Linked DNA regions of Hordeum vulgare: region 2 is linked to region 1. A link is a contact called in public Hi-C data. All regions are on one chromosome and are shown on one strand. The core of a region is the stretch at or near the end of the contact, and the rest is flanking DNA. Distances in the headings are between cores, read along the strand shown. Region 1 holds the start of LOC123400115 (triosephosphate isomerase, chloroplastic). Region 2 holds the start of LOC123397528 (proteasome assembly chaperone 4).

Region 1 (4,902 bases), core at 1,426-3,925:
GCAGATAAATCAATGCTGTTCAGGCCCACCACCAAGCCAATAAAGATGAATAAATTTCACCTGCAAAAGCCTTCATCTGCTTAAAACAGACATCAAAAGTTTTCCCAGCCTCCCTCTCTTCCAACAGTTCCCCTATGCATGCCATAACCTTAAGATTTTGACTCAAGGCATATGCAGCCTTCTTCCCAATAAACTGCATTGGATAAACTTGTTAGATCGCAATCCTAAACTAAATTAGTGCATGATAACAGCAACTATACATCTCAAAGTCAACTTCAGACTCCAGAGAAATGGACAAGAAAGAGAAGCACAAATTCAGTAGCATCTGCAATTACCTGATCATCTTCACCGATAACATGTCTGCGCTCAGAGTGACCAAGAATAACCCATTGGCAGCCAATGTCCACCAACTGCTCCGCACTGGAGTTTTCCAATGAGAAAATAAAACTCAGAAATGAAAGCTCAAAAGGAACAAAAATAGAAACAACATTTTGTAACCCTCATCACTTAGTACATTCCAATAAAACAAACATTTTTTCGTCATCAGTGCGGCAGAAGAATTTGCAACCTCTTGTGTACCAGTAAAAGACAAAGTCGACAAGTTTAACTTGCAGTATCCAACCTGATCTCTCCAGTGAAAGCTCCTCCTTTTCCAATCCATGTGTTTTGAGCAGACACCTCAATACGGTCAGTTAGTGAACTCTTGACCTGGTCGATATAGATGAATGGCGGTGCTACCACAACATCTGCACCATATCCACAGCTCCATATATTAATATATCGCTGAGTTAATGAGACAAGCAGCTAAATATCTTGAAATAAACTACATAATCACATTTACAAGGTGAATTGAGCAGCTCCATAACAGTAGTCTAATAAAAGTAGTTACTGAACTGGTGCAAGCAAACTACTTGTGTCTTCCACCATGAATTTTTTTACCTTTTGGTGACCCGCGGTGTAAAATTCCCATATAAAAATAAACAACCATGCATATTGCTACTATGGAGCATGTAGAAGCTAGTGCGCTATCCCTTCTCTTTTGGCCAACTTGGTAACCAAGTAACTACCTAACAACCAGGAAGAAGTGCTTCCATGACACTGATGCTCATGCATGATGTATGCTACCATATATGGTGTATGGAATTATTATTTTTGCTGGACAAGGGGATCAAGACTGGTTGAAATGGGTTGGGGCTAGCAGCTTGAACTTCAAAAACAATAGATAAATAGGTTGGGGCTAGCAGGGGTCTACATTTCTGGTGAACACTACTATAGAAGAGCAAATGTAGTAAATAAATTACATAGGATGAAAACATGGCTAGTAGAAGGTATATGTATTCAGGAAAATGTCCATACCGAATGGAAACCGGCACCATTGACATGTTGTATACCAATTAAACATGCACACCTATTGCACGGGTCATACCGAAAGGAAGCTTAGGATGCTTAGGATATGCGTAGAAGAAGCAAATGAGCTTACCTACATCGCTTTCGAGTGTGGCAGCATTCAAATCAGAGACAAGCTTGCTAATGGATTCCTTTGTTCCATTCTAGAGTAAAGGACAAGAATAGAAATCAGATATTAATCCAAAAAAATCCGAGATACCTGAGCGAAACATTAAGCAATGTAACTTTATATAGTCAACAAAAGCTCCCTATAAATGTGAACCAAATGAACACATAAGCATAGGAAGGTTCCCCCAAATCATGTACCTGCTGCCACCTGAATACATTCACATGGCAACGACCAACTTTTTATTAGACCGATGGCTGCCCCCTGCTAAATGCCTTAATGTACGGCGTCTCTTATCTCATGATTAAAACACCACTGACATAAGTATAATAACTAGCAGCATTCCTCTGTTTCGTAAGTGTCGCATCAAATGCCGCTCAAATCTCGACATGATGGAATCTGACGACGGTTATATCAAGGGACATGACAGACCGGAAGTTGCAAAACTAGGCGGCACGGCACCAAAAGCAACTCTAATCCTAGAAGAGGGCCTCAGTAACGGTGTATATCACGATGTCTGCATGAACGAATAGGGACAAACGAAATCCCCCCAAGGCGACAACCACAATGCCGCCGCGAGGACCAAAAACGTCACGCGGGGCGCAAGGGGAATCTCCACCGCCACCGTACTCGAGATTCCCCCATCGGCGCGGTGCTGACGCGTGAAACCCGTGCTCGCAAAGCCGGCGGGATTGTGGGGAGAGCGGGGGGGCACTTACGCACTTCCAGTTGCCTCCGACGAAGAACTGCAAAGCGACATCAGAGCCGGAATCAGGCACGAGCAATAGATTTCACCAGGGAAAGTAGCACGGGTAGGGGGCGGTGGTGGATTGGTGGGGCGGCGGTACCTTTCCGGATCCGGCCATGGCGACGAGGCGCTGCGCGCGGCGGCGGGAGCAGCCGAGGCGGAGCTGGTGGTTCTGGTGGTGGGGCTGCGGGGCCGGGGCGCCGGCGGCGGCGAGGCGGGAGAGGTGGGAGGAGGCGAGGGACGACGGCGCCGCCATTCTCTCTCAATCAAATCTGTGCGTCGCGCGCTGTGATGTGGTTGGTGGGCGAGGGAGGCTCGAGCGTCTCCTCCTCGTCTGATGATGCGCGCAGCAGCCACCACACCAACCACAACCAGCGGTCGCACGGGAGTGGGGAGCAGAGGGAAAGGGGGGAGCGAGGGCGACCCGTGCGGCCACGGTGGCTTTGTATGGCCGGCCGCCTCCGCCCGCGCCTGCCTTATCGGCCCACGGATAGGGTGCCGAGGGCCGAGGATTCCCCTGCGCTCCTCGCTCGCGGCGGAGCTACCTACCGGGGCGGGCCGGGCCGGTCCGGATGCGAGGGCGACAGGCCACCGCAAGCCCTGATCCCTGGAACCCACGCAAGGAGATGAAAGGAATGCTCTCCGCGTCCGCCCATGCGGTGTCTACCTCTACCTGGCAGGCAATGTACGAGGTAGAGGCAAAAACTTGAATAACAGATGACGGATGGATATTTAGAGAGCCATTGGTATCTTTAGTTCATCGTGCTCGTATCATTTCTGAATTTATTTCAGGATTTTCGACAATGCGTGTTTAATGAAAGAAGATGTTTTCATCGATGACGAGACGTCTACGGTGTTTCATAAATTTTAAGTTGGTATGTCATCTCACTCTCTTAGAGGTTTTATAAGGATAGGATGTGCATGTGTTTGTTTATAATGATGAGTGTATGCGCGTTTATATGAACGTTTGCGTCTGTATGGTGTAAAAAAGCAACAACTCCTATGAACACGTCCGAAAGATTAATACGAGCATCCGGACTTGAACCCGGATGGACTGGGGATACCATTATCCGTCTAACCATTCAACAACATGTTGGTTCATAGGAGGTGCTTGTTTCAACCAACAACATCATTTTATTCTGAAGCGAAAGAAGGGCTTTTCCCTTTTCAATTTCTATTATAGAAACCAAATTTAAACTACAGTCAGGACATACAACTACCCGAGTTAACACGTAAAAACAAAAAATTAACAACATGCCAACATATCGTCGTAGCTTCCTAAACTATCCCTTCCCTCTCCTGGTGCATCAGCGAAGAAAGGGAAAAGAACTTGCGCACAAAACCAACCATCCAACATTAAGCAGGTTCCACACATATGGAAGCAAAAAAACGTAAAATGAAACGTCCTAACTGACTATAGCACCAACCATTCCAGCAAAAGCATGGCTAGTTTGCAGATCGTCTAACCTCCAAGCACATAACAATATATATCCACCCTTGAGACGACGTGTAAACTTCACTTGCTACATTTTGATCAGTACCATGGGATCGCCGAACATCTTTTTATCAAAATAATTCCATTTCCGCATTTGCAGATTGTCCAGAGTAGGAGGAAGTTACCACCAGGACGAGTTTCTTGTCATTTTTGTTAAATGTTCTAATCCATCTCCCCGTGCAATAATTTATAGAGGAAGGGATTGATTTTAAATTGAAAGCACGTTTTAATAAGCTTCAGATAAAAGAAGCAGCTGAAAAATTGAAAAAAAGATGATCTACATATTCATCCTCATCACATAATACACATCTTTTTTCACCCTTCCAACCCCTCTTGCCAAGAGAATATCTAGTATGGATTGATTTCCTATTACCTAGCCACATAAACACTTTGATTTCAGCAGGCACTTTGACCTTCCACAAGATTTTTTGAGGGAATTTGCAATTCTCAGTAATATCAGCTCCCCATAAAGAGATTATATTATGAATTTCTTATCAGCATTTAACACCCATTCTATCTAATCTCTACCAGTACCCAATTCAATGCTCATGCACCTACTTTTAAGATTTTTTCCACAAATCTAAGGTTTCTCCATATAAGGTTCTTCCAAATTTAAACCCTCTCCATGATGATCCACAAGTATAGGGGATCTATCGTAGTCCTTTCGATAAGTAAGAGTGTCGAACCCAACAATGAGCAGAAGGAAATGACAAGCGGTTTTCAGTAAGGTCACAAAGCATATTCATATTCATAATCAGAGGAGTATTAATAATCATTAAGGATCTGAACATATAATCTTCCACCAAATAAACCAACTAGCATCAACTACAAGGAGTAATCAACACTACTAGCAACCCACAGGTATCAATCTGAGGTTTTGAGACAAAGATCGGATACAAGAGATGAACCAGGGTTTGGAAAGGAGATGGTGTTGATGAAGATGTTGATGGAGATTGACCCCCTCTCAATGAGAGGATTGCTGGTGATGACGATGACTTTGATTTCCCCTCCGGGAGGGAAGTTTCCCCGGCGGAATAGCTTCGTCGGAGCTCTAGATTGGTTCTGTCGAAGTTCCGCCTCGAGACGGCGGCGTTGCGTCCCGAAAGCTCTCTCTTGATTTTTTCGAGGTCAAAACCCTTCATATAG
Region 2 (4,902 bases), core at 1,445-3,944, 140 kb after region 1:
TCCTGTTTTTTTCCATGTTTTTGACTCTTTTCAGATCTGATTTTGGAACAGAGTCCAAACGGAAGAAAAACCCCAAAATGATTTTTTTCCCGAACGAAAGAAGACCACGGGGCCTTTGGGCCAAGCCAGGTGGGCTCTAGGGAGCCCACAAGCTCCTACCACGCCACCAGGGGGGAGGCGGCGGTGGGCAAGCTTGTGGCCACCCTGGCCGCCCCCTGACCTAGGTCTTTGGCCTATAAATTCCCAAATATTCCACAAAAAATCAGGGGAGCCTCGAAAACACTTTTCCGCCGCCGCAAGCTTCCGTTTTCGCGAGATCTCATCTGGAGACCCTTCCCGTCACCCTGCCGGAGGGGACTTTGGAGTTGGAGGGCTTCTTCATCATCATCATCGCCCCTCCAATGACTCGTGAGTAGTTCACTTCAGACCTACGGGTCCGTAGTTAGTAGCTAGATGGTTTCTTCTCTCTCTTGGATCTTCAATACAAAGTTCTCCATGATCTTCATGGATATCTATCCGATGTAATCTTCTTTGGCGGTGTGTTTGTCGAGATCCGATGAATTGTGGACTTGTGATCAGATTATCTATGATATATATTTCAGTCTTTGCTGATTTCTTATATGCATGATTTGATATCCTTGTAAGTCTCTCCGAGTCTTGGGTTTTGTTTGGCCAACTAGATCTATGATTCTTGCAATGGGAGAAGTGCTTGGTTTTGGGTTCTGCCATGTGGTGACCTTTCCCAGTGACAGTAGGGGCAGCAAGGCACACATCAAGCAGTTGCCATCAAGGGTAAAAGGATGGGGTTTTTTATCATTGGTTTGAGATTATCCCTCTACATCATGTCATATTGCTTAAGGCGTTACTCTGTTCTTATGGACTTAATACACTAGATGCATACTGGATAGCGGTCGACGTGTGGAGTAATAGTAGTAGATGCAAAAAGTATCGGTCTGCTTGTTTCAGACGTGATGCCTATAGAAATAATCATTGCATAGATATCGTCACGACTCTGCACAGTTCTATCAATTGCTCGACAGTAATTTGTTCACCCTCCGTCTATTTGCTTTCATGAGAGAAGCCACTAGTAAACACTACGCCCCCCGGGTCTATTCACATCCATCGTTTACAACTCCGCTTTTACTTTGCTTTGTTACTTTGTTGCTTTCAGTTCTCACTTGGCAACCAATCTATAAGGGATTGACAACCCCTTCATAGCGTTGGGTGCAAGCTTTTTGTGTTTGTGCAGGATCTTGAGATACTCTTCTGCCGGATTGATACCTTGGTTCTCAAACTGAGAGAAATACTTACCGTCGCTATGCTACATCACCCTTTCCGCTTCAAGGGAACACCAACGCAAGGCTCCAAGGCCACGGTGGAAATCCTTTGCATACTTGCCTAGGAAGTCCCTTAAGGCGTAGCCGTAGCTGAAGGATTCCTGGTGCCGTCGACACAACTATTTCTGGCGCCGTTGCAAGGGATACACAGCAAACATCACACCACATGCTGGAATCGTTTGTCATCCATAGAGCGGAAAAATGTTGCAACCATTGAGAACTAAAACTCCAACCTCTCGGCAGTGATGCTAGAACTGATATTGGTTGAAGCTGTGACCGACGCTCGTTGAGGATGGAGAAGAGGCGCCCGGACGCCATTGTGGTACATCCCTCACCCGTCGTTGTTGGAATGATGAACACCATTTGTTGCAATTGTTTGGCACCAGAGCTGACGACACCGTATGCTAGAATCACCCGTCTCCCTGGACAGTGGAAAAAATCTACAACCATTGTTGACAAAATATGCAACCTCCCGACGGCAATGCTAAAACTGATGCCGACAGAAGGTGCGACGAACAACCGTTGGAGTTGGAGAAGACGCGCCCGGGCACTGTGATGCTACAATGGATTCATGCCGTTGCTGGAACGAGGACCACCATTTACTGCAACCGGCCGACGCCGGGGACGATGACACAACATGTTGGAATCGGCTGTCACGCATGACAACGACAACAAGTTGCAACCATTAACGACAAAAGGTGCAACCTCCCGACCACAATGCGAGAAGCGACACTGGTTGAAGCTACGACCGACGTCAGTCGGGGCTAGAGATGACACACCCAAATGTCGCGTGCTACAACCGGACGGCGTTGAAGATGACGACACCACATGTTGGAATCGACAATCAGGCCCGGCAGCGACAAAAATGTTGGAACCATTGACGAGAACATTCACAACCTCCTCACGATGATGCATGAACCAGGCCGAGCATCATCGGGACTGTCACTCTTAGTGACCGAAGCTATAGCTGTGATGGGCGGCAATTGCAAATCCTCGATGGTTGTGTTGCAACGGTTGACGGCCGCATTCAAAGGCAAGGACTGGAATCCTAAGACGAGGTCATGCCAGAACCAAGTGCTTCGAGGGCGGCAAGCCGACATGCTTCGAGGACGATAGCCGCGCGCATCCATTGCGGGTGTCAACGGCGCCCATTGCTTGCTCTTTGAGTCTCGCAGTGCATGCTATTTGTGTGATTTTTGAGGGCAAAAAGAAAAAGAAAAAGAAATATTGTGAGGGACTGATCTGACGGCTGGGAAACAACGCAATTGGCGCACGGGATGCAACCGACCCGGAGGCTGGCGCCGGTCGACCGCCGCCAAGGACCGCGCTTCGGCGAATCCCTGAGACATCGCTGGCCTCGGACGCGAGCCTTTCTCCTCTTCCTTCTTCTGGCGATTAGGGTTGCCCCCAGCGCCGCCGGCCAGCTGCTGGTCGTCCCTGCCGGCGCAGCGCCGGCCGCCTCCATCCCCCCATACACCTCCGTCGCCAGAGCCTGTCCGCTCCGCTGCCACCCCTCATCCCGAGGACTTCCTGCTAGCCGCCGCCGGCAAGAAAGCCCGAGGACCACCACCTGTTCGCGACCAGGCCACTGTCGCCTCCTCGTCCACTGTTTCGCTGCTGCTACCGCCTCTCTGTCATCTGCTTCAGCAGCTGCAGGTTTGGTGCTCCAGCTTTTCTAGTTGATGAACTGTATATTCTTGGTATCTTAGAAATTTGGTGGACTTCATACGGCTTGATGCTTTCTTTTGAACTAAATTACAAGTGCGCAGATCCTCTGACTTGAGTCACCAAAGCATCTGCTTACATTAGTGCCTGGTCAAATACCAGTGCAAACTGAACACAAGCCCATAAGTTTACCTGGAAGCCAAGCTGTGCCTTAATCGCAAATTAATTTACCTCAACAATTGTTCTGTGTGTATCTAGATCCACCCCGGCATCATGTCTTCAGAGGAGCTCACAACAAGGATGCTAGATTTGGCGGTGGCTTCGCAGGCCCCGATGGCCAGCCAAATCAGTTCTTCAGGTGATCTGTCTTCTGAAGGCGGGGCGCAGGTCACCTGTTTCAGTGAGGACCTGCACGACGTCACGCTCCATTTCCAGATCATAAGGATGTCTAAACAGGTAATCACGAGGTTTCACTTGTAACTTATTGCCAAGATACTCACAACTTAGAAGGTTTGATTGAAGTTCTGAAATGTGAACAACCTTTGGTTGGTGACTCTCGACTACAGTTTTAGAGTTATTTGCGTCATGCTGACTAAAAAAATCATTGTTTGTGTCGAGCTCTGGTGAAAACTATCTAATTGAGACATTGCTTAGTTTGGATTAGAAATCTTACCTATGAGACTGGGAGCGGGTGGGGGGGGGGGGTTGTCTTGCAAGGCTGTGTTTCTTTGGATGCAATTTTCAGACAGTCTGCCGAGGTGGCGAAGAAAAAACATGTCATAAGCTGTCAAAGGGATGTTCTACTAGATGTCGATTCAGTTAGTTGAGGTCATGGAGAAAAATCATTTCATTTGTAAAGGTGCCAAAGGAAGATGTTCTAGCAGCTGTCCATGTTTAGTCTCAGTTAGTAAAACGAGTAATTTTTTAACATGGAGCTCTGATCTTGTCTTAAGCATTTGTTGTATTAACATGATTAGATGAAGTATGCAAGTGTAAGTGTTTGTTATCATCCCCGTGTGACTTAAGCTTGATTCATTTCTACACAAACATGGAATATGGGTAGCCATATTTTGGATGAATGTTTTTCTTTGAACCATACGTATTTATCCACAATGTGATATGATCTCCGTTCTGCTCTTTGTCAAACATTCGTGTGTTATCTGTTTTGAGCCCCTCTTTTTTTTCCATGCAGATCTATGCATGGATAGGATGCAACCAGTCGGCAAAGTTTGGACATTTATATGCTGCTGCAACCACTCGGCTGGTAACAAGCAATCAATATGACCTTAAGAACTGGTGTATATTTATTTTTATTGAGGCTGATCATTGCACCATCATGGCCTTGCAGGGTGATGGAGTGAGTGTCACATCTGTACTTGGAGGAACATCTGATAACACTGGATCAAGCATGGCCCGCCGCTTAGGTACTTCAGTTTCTGCTGCAGTTGACCCACCTTTGTCATATTGGTATGAAAAACACCAAGCTCACGTCACCTCATGTTTCAGTGCTGAAGACAGGTCTAAATATAATTTTAGCTTGTAACATTCCGAAAGACAGCCCCATGCTTGAGGTACTACTAACCGGAACATCTTCTTTGTTAGAATTGCCAAGTTCTGTATCTGATGGGAGCACTGTTTTCAGGCTGCTGCAGAGAGGAAACTTGTAGAGAAGCTGAGAAGTTTAGGCTATATCAGATCCAAACCAGTAGAGGCTAACGCTTCCACAACATGCTGATGGATACTTGTGAACTGTCAAGTCACTCGTAGAGAAAGTCACCACTCTTATGTATTCGAAACATTTCTAATGGTTATGAAAGCTCAGCGGGGGCTTACTGAGTGTAGGGCATGATGATCTGAAATTTTTGTGAACGACTTGGAACTGCTTCATGTTCACAGAATT

Evidence for each region. A called contact is a pair of places that touch in the nucleus more often than the background predicts.
Region 2: a contact with region 1 is called in a Hi-C map of seedling, with 4 times the contacts expected there. The contact joins the promoter of LOC123397528 here to the promoter of LOC123400115 in region 1. A contact is called at or near these places in 4 of 6 Hi-C or Micro-C datasets (leaf and seedling) and 1 of 1 datasets of contacts at active chromatin or transcription factors (embryo).

Annotation. Positions count from the first base shown.
Region 1 is chr5H:502,375,099-502,380,000 of MorexV3_pseudomolecules_assembly, forward strand. It overlaps LOC123400115 (triosephosphate isomerase, chloroplastic), which reads right to left and starts at 2,676. Exons shown (of 9, transcript XM_045094526.1): 1 at 2,362-2,676; 2 at 2,233-2,259; 3 at 1,481-1,550; 4 at 623-746; 5 at 336-420; 6 at 61-193. The coding sequence starts at 2,517.
Region 2 is chr5H:502,513,427-502,518,328 of MorexV3_pseudomolecules_assembly, forward strand. LOC123397528 (proteasome assembly chaperone 4) reads left to right here and starts at 2,695. Exons shown (of 6, transcript XM_045092056.1): 1 at 2,695-2,993; 2 at 3,261-3,458; 3 at 4,195-4,266; 4 at 4,351-4,426; 5 at 4,509-4,573; 6 at 4,645-4,902. The coding sequence starts at 3,276. The coding sequence ends at 4,737.